2 separate regions of the Mus musculus genome follow, and region 2 is linked to region 1. Evidence: chromatin contacts called from public HiCAR-type data. All regions are on one chromosome and are shown on one strand. Each heading gives the region's core, a stretch centred on a gene start, on an enhancer-like site or on the middle of the called end of the contact. The rest is flanking DNA. Distances are from core to core; before and after follow the strand shown.

Evidence for each region. HiCAR-type assays count read pairs that join an accessible place to other places.
Region 2: a contact with region 1 is called in a HiCAR-type map of PVALB interneurons, with 5 times the contacts expected there. The contact joins the promoter of Vwc2 here to the enhancer-like site in region 1. A contact is called at or near these places in 5 of 484 Hi-C or Micro-C datasets (cerebral cortex, cortical neurons and embryonic stem cells) and 3 of 115 datasets of contacts at active chromatin or transcription factors (PVALB interneurons, SST interneurons and craniofacial prominence).

The regions. Positions count from the first base shown.
Region 1 is chr11:10,839,264-10,843,669 of GRCm38.p6, reverse strand. No RefSeq gene overlaps it. Among named protein-coding and RNA genes, the nearest start is that of Vwc2, 270 kb to the left of the region's middle. Within about 2 kb of position 2,404, at least 6 of the 459 cell types and tissues checked have an H3K27ac peak or open chromatin away from gene starts, as enhancers often do. A contact at or near this core is called in PVALB interneurons and SST interneurons, where this site is marked.
Region 2 is chr11:11,110,837-11,115,333 of GRCm38.p6, reverse strand. It overlaps Vwc2 (von Willebrand factor C domain containing 2), which reads right to left and starts at 1,318. Exons shown (of 4, transcript NM_177033.3): 1 at 825-1,318.

The sequences.
Region 1 (4,406 bases), core at 1,155-3,654:
CAGTAGTCATGTCATGTGTTTAAATTTGTCTGTGCATTGTAAAGGGTGTGGGTGAGGGAACATAGGAAAGCATCTAGAGAGTGAATGGCAAGGACCAATATCTGAGATTGCCAGACTTGTACACACACTTGTACACACACCATACCCACTACACACACACACGTGCTCAAACTGAACATATTTTTTGGAAAAATTACATATGAGCATGAAGCCACTGCATATCACATTGTGCTGAGTAGGAACAGAGACTAGCATCCTCGAGTTTATAAATGAGCACTAACACCAAGGAAGTTCTGATGTTTGTTTTTGTTATTTGTCAGTTTGTTTCTTTTTCATGTATCCTAAATTTCAGTCAGAAGTCATAGGCCTGCCATGGGCTGTCATAAAGAATGTCCACTACACAACACTAAGAGCTGTACTACAACTCAGAGTATGTTAACCTTTTGTAACACAGCTTAAGTTGTCAAATATAGAATAACAGTGACCTTGAAGAAAGCATAAGGCCACAGTCTTCAACTGATGCATCTTCAAACATCAGTTTTTTTCTAATCATTTTATAAGAATTAATAAAAATATAATAACAAAGATGTCTTTACATTATCAGACTCTTTGAAACTATGCTATGGAAATCCAACCACAAATAATAATTGTTCTTATGAAAAATTTTGTAATTTGAATGTGAAAATTCTTACAGACACTAAATATTTATTTTTTAGAAAGGAAAACTCCTATCTTAGACCAACTAACTAGTAAGGTCCCAAGGAACTAACCTGTGTTATTTAATAGCAGAAAGATATCATGTAAAATTGATGTCATTAATAATAAAGAAGGGTGTCATGCAAAGATAACATATGTCAGGATGATCAAATACCCAATCAGCTCACAGCCTTGAGTTCATGTATGTGTGTGTGTAGATGTTTAGGTGTACACATGTTTGTGTGTACTTATATGTATTCAGGTGTAGAATCATATATGGCTGTATGTATTGGGATCAGAACATGTGTGCATAATTCCCACAAAACTGAGGTGTTATTTCTCAGATGCTATCCACTAATTTTAATGAGACAGTGTCTCTCATTGGCCTAGACACTATCATGTAGGCTAAGTTTGTAGAACAGTATCCCCAGGGATCCATTTGTCTCTGCCTCCCTAGTGCTAGGATTATAAAAATGTGCCACCAAATCCAGCTTTTTCATTTAGCTCCTGAGAATTGAACTCAGATCCTCATCGTAGCAATACAAACATTTTTGCATGTAAGCAATCTCTATAGTTTAGTACCTGTTTTTTAGTGTACAGGCCAGAAAATATTTAATTTAGCTTTGTAGCTTTTAAGGTGTGCCGCATTCCCACATTTCTGATGGTGTAGGGAGAAAATAGATGATACAGATAAAACAAAAATGGATGGCTATTCCATTTCATCTTCACTTATGAAGCAGGTAGTAGATGATTGGTGACCATTGGCCTAAAAGAACTTATGAGTATGTAAACAAATGGCCATTCAAGTTCTTCTAGAGAGGGTGCTAGGTCTAACCTTAAGACTAATTATGGGATGTTTACATTTGGTGAATGGCTGATTTAAAAAGCTCAGCGGCATTTGACTTACTGTGGTTAATTTTGCTTTGCAAGTAACAATTAGAACATACTGAGCCTTTCCATGTCCGAGTATTTCCAATTTCTTTCTCTGATTTTATCATTTCATATTTTTGCTATGCGTGTACTTTAAAATTAAAAATTCCTCATAGAGAAAAAGGAGATTAAAACAATCTACTGGACGTAAGCAGGAGCCTCTGCACATCTGTTTCTGATGCCACTCCTAAGCTGATCTTCTTTCGTGCTGTGGATGTAATGGACCTGTTTCCAGAAGGAAGTACTGGCCTTTCTTTCTTCTTTGAAACATGTCAGAGAATTGTATGCTTTCAATAAATAGGGCATATTCCAACCTTGTTGTGTACATTGACATCATAAGATTGAGCCTCAGAATCATAGTCTGAGTATTTACAGTTAACTGTGTTGGTTTTCGTGCAAGTAGTAAAGAATACTGTTTTCCTTTGAATGGGAGAATTAGGATTCTATGTTATGCTGTTTTTTAAATGTGATGAGTAAAGATTTGGATCTGTTTCAGGATTTAAGTTGATAAGCATCCTTAAAGGAGAAAAACAGATTTAGCTTAGAAATATCAATTCATTTGGCTTTTAGAGAACGATTTGCAAATGCAAAGTACTTCCTCTGTGTAAATGGAGGGCTGCAGTTGTATTCTATAAGTAGTATGTGTGAGGCAAGAGGAGAACAACTTTGAACTGTGCCATTTCTAACCCCCTCCTGTAATGGAATCTGGGTTATGCGGGAGCAGGAATGTCATCTAAGGAGGCCAGCTGTCTTCTTAGGTTGTGCCATATATAGGTTCCCCGTGATCTGTGTTCTCATTCCAAGCTTTGCAGCTTCAGCAACTTACAGTTTGAAAGGAACCCGGAGTGGATCAGATGCAGGGAACAAAACAGATGTTGAGTAAGTATCAGGATCCCACTGCAGAATTTTGTAAAATTAGAGTGGGAGCTGGCATCCCAGAGACTGGTACTTCTGCAACTTATTGTACTCGCCTCCTTCCTATCAAGAAATCTTAGTTGGTGGTGTTCACGGCAGTACAATAGCAGCTTTCTGTTGAGTATAAACACATTATTTAACAGTCAGTAAATTTGAAGGTATTAATTATTATTACAACAAATGCCAAGAGTGAAACAAAGGTCAGGATGGTAGCACAGCTAACGGGTGATAACACCTTCAGCATGTCCCTTCCCACTGAGCTTCACTCCCTGTCCTGAGTCACTTTAAAATGTAACCCAGGCTGGCTTACATGTATTTACTTACCAATTAACATATATGAAAATTGACACACAGGTCCCATGATTCTTAGTGTACCTGTACATGATTCTAAGTAACAGATTCCTGGCACAGCAGACAAGATGAGGTGTTTGCTATCCTACACACTAACTGGGAAGTCACATCCAATGCTATCTCCTAAACGGAATTCTTTTCTGTTCAAATCAGTTCAGCATTTATTGAGCATGTACAATGTGGTTAATATGTCATACACATTATTTTATTATCCTCCCACATACATGGACAATCTCATGATACATGAATAATTTATGTTCAAATGTCTTAGTTAATTTTCTCCAAGACTAATAAATCATGATGTGATGCATTGAAGCGAAGCCTTTGGGATGCAGAAGAACCTGTTTCCAATCAAGCTCTACCATTTACTGCCTCACCGATGCCAAATGATTTATCACCTATATCCCAAGCACACACCAGTCTCATCTGATGATTATTCATATGAAAGTGCTTTTAAAACACTATGTGGCTATTCTAAGAAAAATGGCTGAGGAAAATAAGGCTGTCACCTTTGCTTTCTAAACATCAGTCAAATAAAATGAGAAGAAAGAAATTAACATTTAGCTTCAACAACGCTAAAACATCTATAACCCTGAACAACAGTGCATAAGGAGAGGCTGCTGAGTACACTCAAGTGCTAAGTATGGAGCATGATTACACATGCGAGAAACGCTAGCACTCAGGAACCTGAAGTAGGAAACCAGGAGCACTCAAGAACCTGAGGTAGGAAACTGGAAGATCCAAACCAACCCCAGCTATGTAGCATGTTCAAAGCCAGCCTGAAGTACACAGAGAAATGTTATTGAAAACAAAGCAAAATTAGACTTCTGTCTCCGGAGTCTAGCCCAGTACATGAATGGAACTGGAAAAGATGATAATGAATAAGGTGACTCAGACCTAGAAAATTAAAGGTTGCTTGTTCTCTCTGTCTCTCATCTGAGGCTCCTAGTTCCTAAACTTTGGGTATGAGTAAACCTGTGAAGGTGACTGCAGGAGCATGGAAAGGGAAGAGGGACTGTTGCCAGTGTAAGGGAGTGCAGAGCAATAGAGAATGTAATAGCAGATTTTATGCTAGCTTATCAGGGATCTAGGGGAAACGAGGGAGAAGGAAAAGAGATAAATACAGAAGGACAGATGAGGGTTAAACAACAGCAAGGATTATGAAAATCCTAAGCAATCATATGATTAATGTCTCCCTGCCAAAGCCCAGCAGCTCTAATACATGTAAGTCTAATATAAGCCAATATAAATATACATGTACAGTTTAAACAAAATATTTCCATCTGGTCAGACAATGCATATTGCAAAAACCAAAGACAACCTAACCAAGGGGGCGGGGGGGAAACCTGAGTTAGGAGAAGCCCTTTTTTGAGTTATTTGCCAGGGCTTTCCAAGAGACTCCCAAAACAGACAGGTTATTGCTATTACTCTTGGTTGCTCTCCAGGAGTAGATTGTAAGTTCTTATTGGTGAAGATATCATGTACTTCAGGCATAGAGCCCAGAGCACCTTGTA
Region 2 (4,497 bases), core at 69-2,568, 270 kb before region 1:
TGCCCAAGGGGTTTGTGCATGGAAAGGAAGCTGGGGGAGAAGTGAGAGAAAAAGAAAAACACCCCCTTCCAACAAAACCAAAACCTTGCTGCTACTCTGAAGACCCCACAACTCATTTGTAACTTCTTAGATGCCTGCTCTCTAGGGAGTACATGCCCCTCTGTTCTCTAACCTAGGCACTATCTGGGCTTTGCCTGGTTGGCCGGGTCCAGGATTCCTGAGGCTTTACTCCTTAGCCGCTACCCCACTTCCAGTATTGGCTCTTCACTAGGAGATGTGGAGGGTGACTGTGAGCGCTGCTTCCGGCTAGAGCGCTATCTTGGAGTAGCAAATAACCTGGAGGGGTCTTGGTGATGGATAAGTGATGCTCGCCCAGGGAGTACTGAGAAGGAAGGAGGGGAGTGCAGGGTCATAGGACTAGGGCCAAGGCTATCTTACTGAAGGGCCTCTTCCAGCCTTTTGTGGATCTCAAAGTTTCTGCCACCCAAAGGAGTCTAGAGCCCCCCAGGCATCGCTGGGTACAGACATTCCAGTCTCTATTTGCTTCTGCCAAACACTCACCCTCTCCGTGCGCACCAGTGCCTCTGTCCCCCTCTATCTCTGCCAGCCCTTTCTATTAGGACTCCAATTAAGGCTGGCCTCTGGCTCACCGCCAATGCCAGTGGACCTCAGCTCAGGGCGAGTCGCCCATATTTAAAACTTGGCAGGCAGGAAGGGGTCCTCTCCTTCAGATCGGCCATAGAGTACTTTCCGGGGGCGTCCCCATGCCTGCGGTGCGGACCTCCAACATGCACCCTCACCCCGGCGGAGTGGCACCTACATACATGAGCTCAGGACGCAGGAGGGACGCCGGGCTGTAGCGGGCGCGGCCCTGGGGCTCCAGTGCCCATCCTGGTACCGGCCGGGCACCAGCGCAGGGCGGACCGCGGAGAGCACAGTCCGACCTGCGCGCTCCACCAGGCGCATGCACCTAGCTAGAGCATTTGACCCAGCCTGTTCATCTGGCTGCTGGTGGCCGGTAGCCTTCTTGGAGTCCTGTCAGTGCCCGTGTTGCCTTCTGCCTGTCATCCCTGGGTTTCTCCTCCCTGAGTCTCCACCATGAAGCGTGCTCTAGGGAGTCGCCAGAGCCCAGTCTTGCTCTCCTTGCTAGCCAGGCAAAGAATTTCTCCAAACCGAGCTCGCGGACCAGTGGGCAGCCTCTGCGCCCTGGGGGAGAGGAGCAGCTCGGAGCGCGTCCCGAGGGCCAATGGGATTCAGGCTGGCTGAGAGCCGCACGCCCGCCGCCTGTCGCAGCTGCCTAGCGTAGGGCTCACACCCCGCTCCCTCCTCCGCTGCCCACGCTCACGAGGCGTCGCCACCAGGGCTGGCGTTGCCCTGCCCTCGGTGGGTAGGAAACCTGAGCAGCACGCGCTGCCCTGGCAGCCGCTGCTCAGCCCACCTGTCAGGCTCACTCAGGCTTCCTTCTCAGACTTGTCACTCACTCCCCTCTGGACCTTTCATCTTAGCTTTTCTTCTTTCTGTTTATTCTTTTCTTTAAAATCCTCTCCCCTAATTGGCCCCCTCTGGCTTTGCTCTCAGTGAACAGATTGCTTTTGCTGCTGTTGGAAATGTAAACCAAACTGTTGAGTTTGGAATTCCAAGGATGTGTTAGCAGAGACTGTAGGGAGGTTTATTCCACCTTTACATCCAGAAACCCAGAGGAACAGACAAGGACGAACAAGAAAGGTGGAAGATTTCAAACAGCATACACTCTGGTTCTCCTCTACCACAGAGGCTGGCTGCTGCAGCTGCTGCTGGCTTCTTCGAATGCTGATGTCAGTTCGCTCCCCTTTGATCTTGAAGGCAGAATCTGCTTTTTTTTTTTTTTTTTTCCTTTCTTGGATAAAGGACTAAAGGCCAGTGGTATATGTTCAAATTAATCTCCAAAGTGAGATGTCTAAGGAAATATCTATTTCTTGGACAGTGGTTACTCTCCATGCCAACGGTGCTCAGATAGGGACACACAACTTTGCAGGGTCAGGCCTTTGGGAGTGAAGGAACTATTTTCTCCGCCTCTGTGTAGTTGATGAATCAAGGTTTAAGTGGAGACCTGAAAGAATAAGACCTGGAAATTCCTTGGGAGGCTGCTTTTCCTTACATATAGCCACATGCACACTGGCAAAAATTTAGGGAATCTCTATGACCAAGATAATTTGCTGGCTTGTTCCTCAAGACTTGTTTAGCATGCCTTCTTAGACTGACAGTCCAAGGGTGGCACCACTTACAATGGGTTTCTACCTCACACCAATCACTAATTAAGACAATTGTCATAAAGGTTGTCTACAGCCTGATCTTATGCAGGCATTTTCTTGGTTGCTGTTCCTTCCTCGAAAATGACTCCAGCTTGTCTCAAGTTAAAATAAAAACCAATCCGGACGATTAACCCCTTGTCAAGTGACATACAGACCATCACTTTTCAGTTAGAACCTTTCCTTTCTCATTTGTTCCCAAGATGGGTTGTTAATATTAATATTGTGCCAGGTGGTGGTAGTATAAACCTTTAATCCCAGCACCTTAATCCCCGAGAGGCAGGTGAATCTTGAATTAGAGGCCAGCCAGCTCTACAGAGCAAGAGAGTGAGTTAGGATGGTCAGAGCTACATAGGGAAACCCAGTGTCTATAAACCAAAGAAAACTAACATTGCAATATAAAACATACATAACTGAAAGTTCTGCATTCTTTACAAGTCCAAGCACTTTTTAAAAATCAGTCTCTTTAAAATAACTTGTCTCTTTTAGAATCCAAAGCCTCTCTAGCAATCCAGTCTCTATAAAACTTCAAAATCTCGTTGAAAGTTCAAGTCTCTCAACTGTGAGCTATGAAATTAAATGTTATTATTATTATTATTTTTTTATCCCAAGAGGGAAGAACCAGGGCAAAGTCACAATTCTAACAAAGAAAAACTGAAGTCCTGTGGGAAGCCACATGTGCCGTTGCAGAGTGGCGCTGGCTACTGCTGGCCACCACTCATAAGTTTGGACAAACAACCAATGTGTACATATGCAGTAAAGCTTTTTGCCAAGTCACTGCCTAGCCCGGGCATGTTAAAGAGGTACTGAGAATATAACCAATCAGATGTGAGACATGCAAATGAGGTATGTTAATGAGATTCTATGAGGTACTGAGAGAGAGTAGCCAATCAGATGAGGAACATGCAAATGAGGCATAGTGCATAACCAATCCGGGTGTGAGACACACCTCTCCTAGGCCTATATAAGCAGCACCAGTTCTGGGCTCCGGGTCTCTTCACCTCTGCAATCAAGCTCTCCCAATAAACGTGTGCAGAAGGATCCTGTTGCAGCGTCGTTACTGCTGGCCAGTCCAGCGCGCAAGACAAGAAAGTCCAACACTGTAAAGCTCAATGTCAGAAATCTGGGGATTCATTCACAATCTTCTGGGCTCCTTCAGGGGGGTTAGGCACACAGAACTTATCTCCTAGGTTCCTGCTGACTCTGTTCTACATCTGCTGCTGCCATTGGGGGTTGTCCCATGATATTGGCATCTCCAGCCTTTCCTGGGCTTTCTTTGGGGACTCTGACCATGCTATTCAGGATCAAGCTTTAACTTCCCTCCATAACACATTCAGTTCTGGGGCTTTGACTGCAACGGAGGCTGCATCCGTTGACATCCGTTGGCATCACATGAGTGACTTTGACACTACCAAGTTAGGTTGCTGGAATAAGGAACAGCCTTGGCTGCCTCTGGATCACAACTTTCTGTGCCGACTCCAAAGAAAGACTTCCCAGAAGAGTTTTTCTTGATGATCCTGATCTCTTCTTAAACAGTGTTTATCTCTTAGCTCCAGCTGATCAGCACCAATTGCTCCAGTAAAGCAAAGGTTTTGCTTCAGTGGTGTTGGTCTGCTGTTAATCATTTCTGTTTCTTCTGCTCCAGCTGACCAGAAACACAGACTCTTAATTCAAAATAGTGTACGATCTGGATGGAATCTTTAATCTTCCCTCTCTAAAACTCCACAGACCAGGATTTTATCATCTGTATTTCTCTCAGGATTCTTAGCTCCCAAGGTTCCTAGGAGTATCCCATTGGTCTCTGAGTACTCAATGGCTTTCCCAGCCCCAAGTTCCAAAGACCTTCTACAACCCTCTCCAAAAGAGCATGATCAGATCTGTCACTGCAATACTGTCCTCCTTATAACATACCACAACCCCTATACACAACAACTAAACAAAGGAGATTTTGCCAGCACAGCAGGAATTTGTCCTTCATCTCTTGCTGATGCAGTGGCTTTCTGAGGTCCATTTTCCTCCCTGCTTCTCATGTTTCCTTTCTTCTTTTTCAATTTCCTTCCTCTTCTCTTTCCCTCTCTTCCTTATTTTGTCTTTTAGGTTAGGGAGTGAATAACAGCAGCAGAAAGGCCTTTGTCAGGGAGTAAGGTGACACCTGCCTTATCCAACTCCACCAAGCCTAGCTTTAAAACATGGGGTTCTAATATCTTTA